Linked DNA regions of Gossypium arboreum: region 1 is linked to region 2. The links are chromatin contacts, called in public Hi-C maps. All regions are on one chromosome and are shown on one strand. The core of a region is the stretch at or near the end of the contact, and the rest is flanking DNA. Distances in the headings are between cores, read along the strand shown.

What was found. A called contact is a pair of places that touch in the nucleus more often than the background predicts.
Region 1: a contact with region 2 is called in a Hi-C map of leaf, with 3 times the contacts expected there. The contact joins the promoter of LOC108487389 here to the promoter of LOC108487201 in region 2. A contact is called at or near these places in 2 of 5 Hi-C or Micro-C datasets (both in leaf).

What each region holds. Positions count from the first base shown.
Region 1 is chr10:114,018,262-114,025,826 of ASM2569848v2, forward strand. It overlaps LOC108487389, which reads left to right and starts at 2,512. Exons shown (of 7, transcript XM_017791721.2): 1 at 2,512-2,684; 2 at 3,036-4,221; 3 at 5,142-5,202; 4 at 5,295-5,410; 5 at 6,273-6,363; 6 at 6,981-7,028. The coding sequence starts at 2,678.
Region 2 is chr10:113,884,417-113,891,819 of ASM2569848v2, forward strand. LOC108487201 reads left to right here and starts at 2,077. Exons shown (of 14, transcript XR_008271685.1): 1 at 2,077-2,463; 2 at 2,570-2,734; 3 at 3,814-3,912; 4 at 4,027-4,149; 5 at 4,261-4,329; 6 at 4,402-4,498; 7 at 4,631-4,733; 8 at 5,256-5,469; 9 at 6,103-6,216; 10 at 6,464-6,595; 11 at 7,023-7,103.

The DNA of each region.
Region 1 (7,565 bases), core at 1,262-3,761, 130 kb after region 2:
TGAGTATCGATACTCGAGGTCAAAATATCGATATTTCATGACAGGTATCGACAATTTTCGAGACTTTGGGATTTTAGTCGAGAAACAGAATGCAAGTTTGGTATCGATTTTCCAAGTGGTATCGATACCACCTAGGGAAAATATCAATACCCAAGTGTCAGTATCGATACCTATGGACAAGTTTTGGAAATTTCATTAACTGGACCTTACTCATGTTTAAGTATTATTATACGACTATTTGAGGAATGGTTAGCATGTAACTTTGATAACTAACAAATATTATTGACTTAAAACCTATACGAATGATAATAAGAAAGACGGTTCTTTTAGATTGGACTTTCACTCGTAGTATATGACATGAGACGGTGGTGTGGCATCCTGTATTTGGGCTTGGCGACCAGCCGGGTATAGGGTGTTACAGTGACACACCCTGTAGTTTTAGAATTCTTGAGAAACTGTATTCTGTATCTCGACAGGTTAATGATGTCGCGATATCAGGTTGATTTTTAAACTTCTTCGTTACTGCCCACGATGTTGCGATACAAAATTGTCTGTGTCGTGACGTTGACCTTGTTTCTCAAATTTCCGATCTTCAGGATGCTTCAAGTGCTTTGTTAAACCTATCTTTAACCCACCTGTAATACATTAACAACTTAGTTAGCAGAGTATTCAGTTAGTACAGTTAGTAATAATCAAATGATGGAAAAATGTTAGGTCTTGCTGTCGGACTCGTCCGTCTTTTCACAATTGATTCCCCCCCAAAGAATTAGTGCCTAATTAAATCGGTGTTTAATAAGTCATTACACAAGCTCCATAAAAAGACTTATTTGAGATCATAATTAAGCTTTCCTCTTAAATATCGGTTTGATATTCAAACTCGTACAAATAACACTTTGTCTTTGAACGTAGTTTAAATTTTGGGCAAACTACATTAGTTGTCCTTAAGCTTTATTAATATTACATTTTGGTCATTCAATTTTCAAAAGTTATGCAATAGTCAATAATATTATTAAATTGTTACATTTTTGTCACCCATTGTTAATTTTCATTAAAAAAAAAAGTAATGTTGTACCTTAATTCAAATGGTTAATAGCTAAATTAGTCCTTGAGCTATAGTTAAAAATTATTTTGATATTAAATTTTTTAACAATAATTGTAATTTTTAAATATTTAAAATAAATAAATGATTCATATAAAAATCATTTACAACATGAAAAACAAAAAAATTGCATCTAATTTTTCATATCCAATCTCATAAAAAATCATAGCATTTGAACTTTTACAGAAACTTTCAAACTAAATTCCATTTGCTTTCCATCGTTGATGAACACCTTCAATCAAGTCAACAACTTCACGTTGTTTAACCCCGAAATTGATTTGCCAATTTTATTTTGTTTTATTTTGTTCTCAAAGTCCTAAGATCCCTAACAAAATATATCTCAATGCAAGATTTGGATTCCACTATTAGATTGATTATTGCTATTCGAGTTTTCAAGAACACAATTTGGGCTTGCAACATTGTTTTCATTCTTGAGAATCGTAAAAACTTCAACCATCAATGACCTATTTGTAAGATTTTCCTAATAATTATGAAAAAAAGAAAGGAAAAAAATTAAGAAAAAAGAGAGCGATAGAAGAGCAAAATATTCTATTATATTGTTTGGTTCTTTGATAAATTTCAATTTTTGGAATTTGAAATTTTTCTTTTAATTTATATTACGCAACACCCTACTTCTTTTCTAAATTCATAATTTCTTTTCTAGTTACTATTTCAATTTTGTAATTTTGGATTTTAAAATTTATAATATAAGGTACTTTTCTTCTTCTCCAAACTCATTATTTCCTTTGTCAAATTTCAAGTCAAGAGATTACTTTCAGTTGTAAATAAAACACACACACACATATATATATATATATATATATATATATATATAAATATATATTATTTTTAATGATTTGAAAAGAGCGGAGCTGATGCTGATCCACATGAAAAGAGAAAAAAAAGGTAAAGAAAGATGAAAATGAAGAAAGCATAAAACAACAAAGCAAATAAAAAAATAATCAAAATGAATGAGTACTTAATTTTTTTTTTTGTAAAAGTTCAACAATTATGATTTTGATGATTTTGGATATGAAAAAATTAGCTGAAAATTTTTTATTTTTTCATGTGGCAACTGATTTTTATATGAATTATTTTATTTATTTTAAGACTTTTTAAAATTTTTTTACAATAATTGTTAAGAAAAATTTTAAAATATCAAAATATTTTTTAATTATAGTTTAGGGATCAAATTAGTTATTAATCCTTTGAATTAAAGTGTAGTGTTATTTTCTAAACTGAAGTTAACTGCCAAGTGACAAGCATGTAACAATTTAATAACATTAAATGTAACTTTTGAAAGTTGAGTGATCGAAATGTAATTTTAAATAAAGTTTAGGGATAGATGATGCAGTTTACCCTTAAACTTTTCAATATAAAAAAAAAAAAAGTTTAGAACTTTTCAAAAAACTGAATTTGGCAAAAGCGTGGAAAATTCAAAATCAAAGGCCCAAAGGGAATTGTGTGTAGAGGAAACACCTTTGAGCCCACCGTCCATTTCCCACCAGTTTGCGCCCCATTGTTCTCTTCAGAGTTCAGATTCTGCCTCGACGATTTCGTTTTCATATTTCAACAATTATGCCAGGTTTGCGCCCTTGAATTTCCTTCACTCTTTTGTTACTTGCTACAAGCTGCAAAACCCAACATGCCTTGTTGTATTTCTTTTGAAGAAAAAGATGGTCAAGGCTGGTTAATGCCAAAACGAAGATGAACTTTTATAGTTTATTTGTTTTTCTTGAAAAGGGTATGCCAAAGTCTCGTGCTTACTTTCTTCCTATTGGGTATATTTGGTGAAAAAAATGGTTGGAATTGAATAGAACTAATATTTGGTTACTAGGAAGGTTGAGTTGGAATAAAGAGTGAATTTTTTTATTAGTGGAAGTAATTTGGGAGTGCTAGGGAAAACACTCAGATTCCTGTTGTTGAATTATAGCAGGTGAATTGCTGATGGAGACTTCAATATCTAGTTCAATTGAAACGGGCTTAGTTTATGTATCTGAACTTGGGAAACGAGATTCTTTATGTGACTGGATGCCTGGAAATGGAAATTGGCAGGTATCTCCTAAATTGAATGATACTTGTCAGAGTGGATGCAAAGAGGCTGAGTATTCATGCCCTCCTTTGCCAAGATCTGGTTCTCAACACTCATCGATGAGTGTTCTGTCTGAAGTTCCTGTGCCTGCTTTTGTTTTCAGTAGGAGGAAGAAACGGCAAGGCAGCAGCGGCAGTGGTTCTGCTTCTGTTGTCAACTGTTGTGCGGAGGCCCCAGTGAATTCAAAGAGAAGTGGGGCTTGTCTTTCTGTTGTCAGCTCTGATGCTTTTTCAGTGGCAACATTGGAGCGAAATGAATTTTCTCATGGGGAACATAGAAATGTAGCTGTTGGAGATACCGTGATGCCTCTTGCATGCAATAGAGAGCCTCACGGTTTAAAGTATGAATCTGCTAATGGATGTTCTGCCATGGACGACCGTAGTTCTGATGATGTACATAAAACTGTTATGCTGAAAACCATAGATGTGGATAGTATAAATGATAGTTGTTCATCATCGAAGTCAAATATGGATACTTTATTAGCTTCCACAAAACGTGAGATGGATGAAAATGGTGAGTGCACCTCCTCTAGTGTAATAGGTGCTGAAGTTTTAAGGGAAGATGAAAAAGGTATGTGCCTCCCTGTACTTCAGAAGCCGGAGAATGTTGAGGAAGTTGGGCCATCTAGGCCTCGTGCTATTGAGGAAATTGGTACTAGTGGGGGTAGTAGTTGTTCTAGGTTATGCAAAATTTGTGACCGTTTGGGAACAGCACAAAAGATGCTAATTTGTGATAATTGTGAAGAGGCATTTCATGTACGTTGCTGCAGACAGAAGATAAAGAAACCACCGGTTGATGAGTGGTATTGTATGTCGTGTATGAAACAGAAGCGAATAGTGCTGAAGAAGACTCTTGCAAGAAGGTCTTCTAGTATCACTGGTGGAATGGGCAAAGAAAGAGATGTATCATCTAAATGGGAAGTCAGTCCAATAGAATTAATGTTGAGAGATGCTGAGCCTTATACAACTAGTGTTCGAATTGGCAAGGGTTTTCAAGCAGAAGTTCCTGACTGGTCAGGTCCAATTGATATGTATGTTCCATGAACTATTTATTTTTTAATTAATTGTCTATATGGAATGCATTACTTTATAGGCTCTCTAATTGGGTGCATAGGAAAACATAGATATGAATGATGCTCTTTTCTATTTGAGGTTTTATTTATGTTATGTTCCCAAATGTTTATAACTACGTTGTCCTTTGTGACATATGAAAATCTGTCTGAAGCACAAGGTAGTCAAAAGTACTATTTGATGCTTATAATATATGAGGAGCTTAAAGGAGAGCTTGCTAATAGGTTATATTGATTATAAACAATTATCTATTTTGTAAGAAAAATCCTAGGCATAGATTCTGTCTTGACCTAGAGACAAGACATAAAATTTGACTTTAGTAGCAGGCTAATTGCATTGACCTTGAAGAAACCAATGCCAACTATCTTTCTTTCTATTACACTGATAGGCTTTCTTTGATCACTTGTCATGTTTCCCATCTAATTGATGTATATTTCACACATGGAAAAAGAAATTCCACTTTTCATCATAGAACAGATCACCACTAAGTTGATGTCATCTTGCCTAAGTGTCTTTCTTTACTGAAGAAGTCAGAATCTAGAATTCCAATTTATGAAATTTAGCTAGGAACTGTTATGGTGTCCAATATAATATATAGGTAGACTAATCTTCTCATTAACCTTCCTTCTCGAAGATGTTTTATAAGTTCTTTCCAAGGCTCTTTTAATGAGTTAAAAGTATATTCTGATAGAAAGCGCACTGCTTTAACCACCGCTTTATTTTGGAATCCTGCATACATTTCATAATCAGTGGGTGAAATAGAATTGATAATTTTCAGCTTAGGGAAAGTTAGTCTTTTTGAAAAATATAGGTGCTATTGAGTGCTTTCTCGATCCACAAGTGTTGTCCTTCATAAATAGTTTCTTGTTATACTATGCAGTGATGTTGATACCATTGGCGAACCCCTAAACTTGGATCCTTCAGAATATACTTATTACCACGTAAGGCTTTGATATATGTCTAGGTTAACATTGCCATTTTGCAGACAAGTAACAGTATGGTTTGAGGGGAATTGACATGTCTTTCTTTGTAGGAAAAGAATTCAAACAAATCATCTAAATTAAGCTTAAAAGGGAACTGGCTTCAATGCCAAGAATTCGTAGCAGGCAAAGGAGGCAGTAAAGGAACCATCTGTGGAAAGTGGCGCAGGTATAGTCTGTTCGCTTCAATATTTTTCTTTCTTTCTTGCCATTTATGTTAGCACAAGTTGATATTTTTGAAAACTCATGGCATTTTTTTTGTATGGAACAACAATCAGTTTATTTCTGATTAACTTGGAGATGAATTATTATGAAACTTAGAATGATATCAGTTCTTTATGTCTGAAAGCTTGAACGCTGGACAAAGGGAGCCATATCCTGAACTGAACATGTTGCATTATGATAAATGTTGATACCATTGATCCTCTAGTTGAAAATGGCAAAAAATTGTCAACGTACGAAGAATGAACTCGAATAGAATTCAGACAAGGATATATGTCCATATATCACTCTCCTTTTCATTATCATACGCTTAATGGTTAGTAGATGATACTATTTCTCATAGTAAAAGTTGAAATTAAGGAGATGGAAGTTCTGCATACCTTATTTCATATCAGTTTAACTGGTCAACTGTACATGCCTAATATATTGTTGATAATGATGATTTTGGATAAAGATGATTAAATTGTTCTGAAGAGCCAGAAGAATTCAGTTCAAAATTGCCAACTTACTAAGAATGAATCTTGATGGCTCAGCATAGCACATTTCTTGTCAGATGATTGGTCAATGCTGTACACTTAAGATATTGTTGATAATGATAATTGTGGATAAAGAAGATGAAATTGTGCTAAAGAGCTAGAGGAATTTGGTTCAAACTACATACTAGGCATTACATAGATGAGCTATCGATATTTTCTACTTCATTGCTAGTAACTTAACATGCTTATAAGTTTAAAGTCTCTTTCTTGGTGTTCTTTTCTCCTTGTATCACTCATGCAAGATTTTTAACATTTTAAGTTCTTGCTTTATAGGGCTCCGCTTTTTGAAGTCCAAACTGATGATTGGGAGTGCTTCTGCTCTGTGCAATGGGATCCATCCCATGCTGATTGTTCTGTACCTCAGGTGATAACCCTTTTAGCGTCTTTAATTTTCCTATGTCCTTTGCTCTGGATTGCTACCTTCAGGTTATGGTACCTGACTTAGGAATTTATATTATTATGGGATATCTTCATGGAGCAGTAATCGGTTTAGAACTTTTTTTGGTTCTTCCTGATATGGAAAACTAGTCTGGGTCTGGGACTCAATCCAAAATGTTTCATTGGATGCTCAAACTTAAAGGTTGATCATGTTTGATGTGTCATCAATTTGCAGCTATTTTAATGCAACTCTTTTTTTCACTGTAGATGTCTATACAAGACTCAAATATAATGCCTCACCATCTTAAAAAATCTTTGGTTGTAGTCCATTGATCTGTCTGAAACAGAATCTGCTGTTTCGTATAAGTGGTAGTTTTATATGAAGTGCATGGCATATTGACTGCAACCACTTCTTTACCCCTCTCTTCTTATCACACTGATTCCCTGGTCAAGGTTTTACAACTATGGTATATGCTCCCTATTGTGTCTGGCTCTTTTATAATAAACATATAACTCGAGAAAAAAAATTCAATTTTAGTCTGTCATAATTGTTACAAGTCCGACATTTTACTCTAATCAAACTTGCTGTATTTATTCTACCAGGAGCTGGAAACCGATCAAGTTTTGAAGCAACTCAAGTATATTGAGTTGGTATGTACCATTGTGCTCATTTACTTCACTAATTACTCAATGCAGTTTGTTTTTTTTTGTTGTTGTTGTACTCAATATTTGAATATCAAATAATGCTGGAAGGAGGGTTACAGAAGCCTTGAGCTATGTTTGCAATTTGGGGCTAGCCCAAGGGATAAGAGTGGAGTGTGGTTGTGGTAAAGATCATAGGTTTGAGGCTACTTGTTGCAGAAACCAAGAGGAGTCATTTAGGAGACAGCATGGAATTTATGTTAATTAAACTATTAGATATGGGGGATTTAGAATTAATAGTTGTTCTAAGGAGACTACAGAACCTCTGAAACTAGGCTACTTGTTGAAAGGGATTGTACTTCTGTTTTAGTCTCATAATTTTCCTTTTGCCTAAAGTATAAATAGCAAGTTGAAAGATTCAGTTTAAGATTATTCAAGTTTGGGAGTTTGGACTAAAAGTAGTTGTACTGGTTTAGTAGAATTGATGCCATCATCGGTTAAGTTTTGAGTTTGCTGATCCTAACTATTATTTTTCAGTTGGACCAT
Region 2 (7,403 bases), core at 827-3,326:
CTATTTGCAACATAATTTGATGGAAAAATTAGGCCAATTGTAAGCTCACCATTGTTATCAATCAGACAAAAAATTCATGCCTATGAATGTTACCATTCAGTGTTTCGATAATAACTTGACGACTCATATGTACGATGACGATAAAAACTATTGGTTCATTTTACGACTTGGGACCATTAACACCTACAACTTCAACATCGAGTTCTTTTTAGACTTATGCTTTAGTTTTGACTCTAGTGAAGTCACCAATGTCATCATCACGACATTCTGGTTCCGTGAACACATCAAATCAGGTAGGTTGAGCTTCATCTTAAACTACATTTATTAGAGATTGCCACCTATTAACATAACCAACATCTTGTTATACAACTCATGAATACATAACATTATAGATTCCTGAGTATGCTCTCAAGATATGTACTAGGAATATTCGACATTGAAGGATTCTTCGGGACTCTTAAATATAGTAATTAGGAAAAGAACCCTAAAATATCTGGTATTGATGGAATTTCTAAATGATATATTGGCACCGAGATAGGCGAAATGCTTGCATAATTCAAAATTTTGTACCTAGCATCGAGAATATCTTTGACTTGCACTAACAACTCCATTGCAATGCCCACACTTTCTTGGTGCCCAAACACCGTAGTATCAACAGTTTTATCATTGTTGAGATCCACCACAACGTATTTACTCCCCTTTTATTAGACCTCAAAAATGTATACTTGAAATTGGATATCCATTTGGTAGTTCCATCATGGATTTTCTTCGAAATTCTCCTTTTTGTTCTCTCCAAGGAAATATAATTCTTAAAGGTTATGTTAAAAGGAGATTCAGATTGGAATACAGTTCTATCATTAGTCGAAATCATGTATCCATTTAAATGGATTTGTGTCATAAATCAATTCGCCATCTTCCCATTTGAAGTTATCAAATATTAAATTTGAACATTACAAATGTTAACGAAAGGGTGTCGCTAAAAGAAAAAAAAAAACACAATGAAATTGGTGCCTAAGTTGGTGGATACTTGTCCAGGCACTAAATGGAAAAACAAAAAGCACACATAACATAAGAATATGATTACACAGTTCAATTTCCCTATGTCCATGGAGCCTAGCTCAACGAGAAATATATCTCTTCAACAATTACAAAGTCAACCTACTCAATCACATACACCGTACTCTTGCACTTTGAAGATACAATACTCTCACTACTATGAATACCCTTTGTGGTCATAGCAATTAAAACCACATTAATAAGTTTTACTTTAAAAACATCACTTTTACAAAAATATTCTCATAAGAATAGATTAAGTGCCCAATAATTAGTACATTTTCCTGTGCAAGTCTCTCAAATAGATAAACATGATTTCAAAACTTGTTTACAATAGAAGATCTAATACAATCCTAATAAAACAGTAATCCAATCAATAGTAATACAATATAATAATAATATACATGATAAATATGGACTATTGGCAACTCAACATCATAACCACAATCCAATTTAAAGTCCATAACCTAAGGGACTACTTTAAGAAATTTACTATTAACATTTGTTAAGCACAATAATAACATAATATTGAGTACAAAAATTGATGACAATTTTCATAGCACTGATTCATGAATTATGGAAAAAAAAGTGATTTAAGTGAGTTATAGAAACTTTGTACGTAGTTGGAATGGTTTAAGGTTTGTAGATGTTCAAAAGAATTTCTGGGGGAGTTATTTCAAAATGACTTTTTTTTGTTTGGAAAATTGTAAAATTTATAAGAAAGGGGAAAAGGGTCGACTAACTTGAGATAAAATGAAGTCAACATCATGAGTATTGACTTTAATGAGTCAAAAAATTGTTTGAAACCAACACTTATAGGAGTCGAGTTGTTACCCCAACTCAAATTTGTGTTTTTAACAACAAAGTACACGATACTTAGTGAAAATCGTGTTAGAAAGACCTTGACACACATACATTTTGTACATTCTATTCAACACTTGCATAAAATTTAATATTTACGAGTGTCAAAAAATGTATAATATGATAAATAACTTTATAAAATATCCCGTGCAAAGTGCGGTGGTCGTTGACCTTACAAATTAGTCTTGTTTTAAAGAATGTGAAAATTAAGGAGCACATTTTATAATAGTAAATTATACTGAGGCAAAAAGCTAAATAATCAACACCAATGGGGATCTGATGAAATTGTTTAATTAACGTTAAAAAACGAAGAAGGTCTCTGCTTTGAGATCATCTGTATATGTCTCCATTGATGTTGAAATCAAGCTTCTTTCTTTGATTCAATTCTCCATTTTCAACTGAATAACCCAACCAATATATACACACATAAATAAATAAATGATAGAATTAATTAGTCGGCGGCGTTTAGATGCATTCATCTCCATTTTCGTAACAGTGCATCCTCATGAGATCTCTGCTTTGCTCCATTCTTCTTCATGTTTCTTCTTTGTAAGTTAATAATATTAACTCATTCCATAATTCATTTTAATTTTAATTAAATTGTCTTAATTTTGAATTGGGCTTTTTTGTGTGTTTGTTTTGTTTTCCCCCCCAGATTTTGAGTGCTTATTTTGTGGTGCTGCCATTGAGGGATGAAGGGGCAATTTCATTGGGATTATCTAATTTGCCTGAATTGTTTGTTGGGTCTTTAGTGTTGACTTTGATAGCTGCTCCTCTTTCTACTCTCATCTTCTCTTTGCCTAATCTTTCCAAAGTCAAGGTAAATCTCAATTCACTTCATAATTCATTTTCTTTATTGCTTTTATTCTTGGATTTTTAGAATTTTACTGAAATGTTGAAAATGGGCTGTATTTATATATAAAAGTTTAGGGATGAAGTGGAAAGTTTGGCTCTTTTGTTATTGATTTTTCTGCTCCGTTTTTTTTTAGCAGTAAAATATTGAATTGGGATATAAAACCTAATCATAGTTTTGAAGAACTAACCGTGGACAGTTTAACTTTCATTGATAACAAACTGCATAATTTTACTTTAAATAAGGATGACTGAGTTGCTGTTAATTTGTACTTGGTTTACATAGAGACTAGAGAGCTACAACCTAGTTATGGTTCCGGTAGAGTAGAGCTCTGGGACAGATTAATTATAAAGTCTATCTCTTATTGTAGTCAATAATGCCGGTGAACAGAGTGACTGACCTGGAAATGGTTCCGAGAGTGGGGTCTTGAGAGAAGTGAATTAGAAACTTTAGCTCTCTTTGTTGTTAGTATAGGTGATAAAGTGGCTTTTGCAGAACTTAATATATTAAACATTTAGGTGCCAATTTGTTTAGCTAAACATTGGAAAGTTACTTTCTGCGATCCCTCACTTAAATGGTCTTGAAGCTGAGACCTTTAGCTTCCTTCAGGGAATACCACCATACATGTGATCCGCGGAAGGTTTTTTTGTGTGGTAATGCATGCCCTTAATCATTGAACTAAACAATAATGGAAATGATTTTGTCATCCACCTTTCGTATATGGTTGTTTAAGTCATTTTGCCATGTTGTATGGCCTCTTATTGATTTTAATATATTACTTTCAGAACATGCCAACATAGTGATACAACATTGCATTTTATTGGCATTGTTCGGGGTTGTTTCATTAGGTCAATGTATCAATGTTTTATTTAAGTTTGGGATCATTAGCCTCAGTGGTCTATGCACAACTGTCTGTTGTACTTTGTCACTTCAGCCTTTTAATATCCTTGAGAAGAAATCCGTGAGGTCCATAACCATTTCATGCCGGTAATATTCTTCATGTTTTGTTATATTTGTCCTCTAATTGGTACTTCTTGAAATTCCAGGCTTTGGTTTTTATACACAGGCTTTTTAGTGTATCACTTGTTGTGTTCTTCATTCTATGGCATACTTCATCAACGGAGACTTTACAATCTCATTCAAAGGTAATCCAAAAAGTCCACATGGTGGTGGTGTTCTCATTTTTGATCCTTGTTTGTCATCAGAAAATTGGTTCTTCATATAATTTTGTACTAACCTGTGGTGCAAACTGTTTGTAGAATTCAGTTGGGATTTCCACCGAACTTAAAGTCAGTATTGGTCATGACAGCCCTATTGATGCTCAAGGTTGGGGAAACCATGGTTGGTTTTATGTTTCAGTTAGAATTGGATTGTTCCTCTGGGTATGACAACACTTGATCTATTTGTCATTAATTTTGCCTGCCAACTATTATCTAGTATTTTAATTTTAATAATGGAAACTTTCTGTTTCTGTTTTCTTGTTTGTATGGAAGGTTGCCTTGCTTAATCTTATCACAATATCTTCAACCTGGGCTAGAGTAATTGATGTCATGGATAGTGAGGTATTGACACTTTCTGTTTCTCTTATGAAGCTTATGATATCCTGCTTGCGCTCAATTTCCGTTTTGCTTCAGTCAGGGTCAAGATTGTTTGGTTTCATTGGTGCTGGTGCAACGCTTGGCCAGCTCTTTGGGTCTTTGTTTGCCACAGGAATGGCTTGGCTGGGTTCATGTATGTACGCCCAGTTGATTCTTTGAATGTCAGATTGTCAATATCTGGTCTTTTACTACTTCTTTTCTCTCCCCTTCCCCCTTCTCTTTCTCTGTCTTTGGTTTTTTTACAGTGGGAAGTGTTTAATTGCAGATCTTCTCCTATTTGCTGCTGTTTTGATGGAACTAGCAGCACAGTCATCAAAAGGGATCAACAAGGATATAGGTTATATCCCTGAAGAGTTATTTCCTATCAGGTTAGCTAAATCCTTATGTTTGCATATCTCTTAAATATTTTTATTTTTAATTTTTTTTGGGGGTGGGGGGTGGAGGGTGGGGATGGGGAGTTTATGGTTATTGGAATACATTGTTATATGATTTGTATGCTAGTAAGGAAAGTCCTTACATCTGTGAACTATGATGTTTATTTCCCTGAACAATTATTGGTATTCTGCCTATCATACTTCACCATTTTGGATGACATCTAGATTTATTCACACCAACCTAATGAGATTTAGGTCACCAAATAATGTCTTAGCTTGATATGTCTTCTCATACAATTTCACGGGGTAGCAGGCATCTGATTGATTGATGCCATGTTAGATGTTAAAAGAAGCAGTACATCATATAAAATGACCACTTCATCAATCTCAGCTTGTCTGTAAAATATGGATGGTAGATGCTTCTGTTTTACCTTCGGGAGTTTCTGGCTAACCTGCATGCATGTTTTGAGGATTGAACCTTTTACTTTCTAACTTTATTGTCATTCCTTTTAGAAGAGCTGACTCGGATCAACAAAAAGATGAAGATGATGATGAGCAGACTGCATCAGCTCTCAAAGTTTCTTCTCCTAAACTAACTACCTCTTCAGTGAAGCCTGAACTTTGGGCTATCTTAGATGGACTGCGACTTGTATTGTCATCGACCTATTTGTTGCACGTGTCGTTGTTCCTCTGGTTGAGTGCAGTTGTTTCCTCTTTCTTCTACTTTCAGGTAAAAATGCTATGATATAGCTTGAATTTGCTAACCATGCATGCTAAATACTGCTACTAAGCTTTGGCATGCATATTCTGGGGCTCTTTTTCTATTGATAATTATGATTGGTACAAGGTACAGTATCTAGTAGTTTGTAAAATCAAGTGCTTCTTGTAAGAGAAAAAATAAAATCCATATGGAACTTGATATTATAGATCATTGATGGATCTAGGATTGCTTTAAGAAAGTCAATTGTAAAACTAAAATGTCATTTATGAGCTTTTGTAGGGATTGTATGCATAATCAAGTTCATAGGGAAGAGTTAATGAATAGTAAAAGCACGATTCCCTCCTATATTGATCTCTAAGATTCTAAGGTACTTGTGTGCTCTTTGTCTGTGTTGATCATGTTTCACTAGGTTAGGGCTTCAAATCAGATAAATTTCTGTTGCCATAGTTTAAACTTTTAGGGAGCTTTTAGTTTTTGCCTTTTTATTTTGTGCTTGAGGTTGCATCTAAGTATATCCTAAAAGAAGTCCATAGTGTTTAATTTGTTCTGTCAGGGCTTTCTGTTTAGTGTTGTGTTCGATAATATGTTTGGCCATGGTACAATTTTCTAATCTCTTTTACATACTTGATTACTCATTTGCAGAAAGTTAATGTAATTGCCATGACAGTTGCAAGCTCGGTTGGCAGAAGAAGATTGTTTGGCCAGATCAATAGCTTTATTGCTGTCTTTATCCTCGCTGGACAACTTACCTTAACAGTATGCTATACCTATGATGAGTTTTTGTAATTATTTTGAACTAACAGCTACTCATAACAATAAAGAAAATGAAGCATTTCTTGGTACTCATTTGGTTTTTCCAGGTCTTGACGCTATCTATTTTGATTCTGGTGTAATTTTTTCTTTCACATCTATCATCTTATGGGGTCTAGATCATCTCTGGCTATGCCCTGTCATCTGTTTATTATCCTAGCTTTTACCCTTATTATGTCTTCGCTTATTACAGGGGCATATTCTTACTGTTGCTGGGGTTACTATAGCTCTATGTTGCACTCCATTTGTTTCCTTCTCAAATTTGGTTGCTGTTGCCATATGGCCAACTTGGATAGTAATTGCCATTTCAGAGACCCTAAGAAAGGTTTGCCAACATTGACTTTCTTTTCATGTATTCTTTTTTTTTTTTCTTTCTTATCTGATTTACGTGAAATCTGTTTTGCCACTGTCATTAGTTATGCTATATTTCAGATCATATATTATAGATCTATAATTCTCAAAGCCCACTGGGATAGGTTAGGAAGAGGAAGATTATCAATTGTCTTTTGTGGCAGTAAAACTATTGCTCCAACCCTTCATTTTTCTTGAAGTACTTAATGTTCTACATTTGTGTCCAACATATTTTCAGACACAGGTACAGAGATATGACCCTCCAAGTGCAATAAAAAACTTAGAAAGAAAAGAACAACATAACGGTGTTGGACACATACTCGTATCCAACATTCACACCTGAGTATGAGTAACCTAACAGTAAAGTACATATAACTGTTTGCCTTTTTATTACCATGCAGGTGGTCAATTATGTTGTAACCAAACCTGGAAGAGAACTCCTATTTACTGTTGTTTCTGAGGATGAGAAATACAAAGCTAAAGTATGTAAATTTCATCATTGTGTTCTTTAAGTTTCTCCCTCAATTCTTTTGAGGGAATTTGGAAGTTCTATTTTGTAGTGGAAATTTCAGATATGCGGTATATGTCAATCTTATGTTTGTGTTTAACTTCCTTTTTACTTTAGTGAGCCTCTCATGTTTCATTGAAGCACCTCAAATATTCTTCCAGTCCATGCACAAATAGTTTTTATTTTCAAAATATGGATTAAAAGATGTCATACCAAAATTGCATCCAATGCTTCGTAGATTTTCTATCCATAAAAAACCTTTCTTAGGATGTTA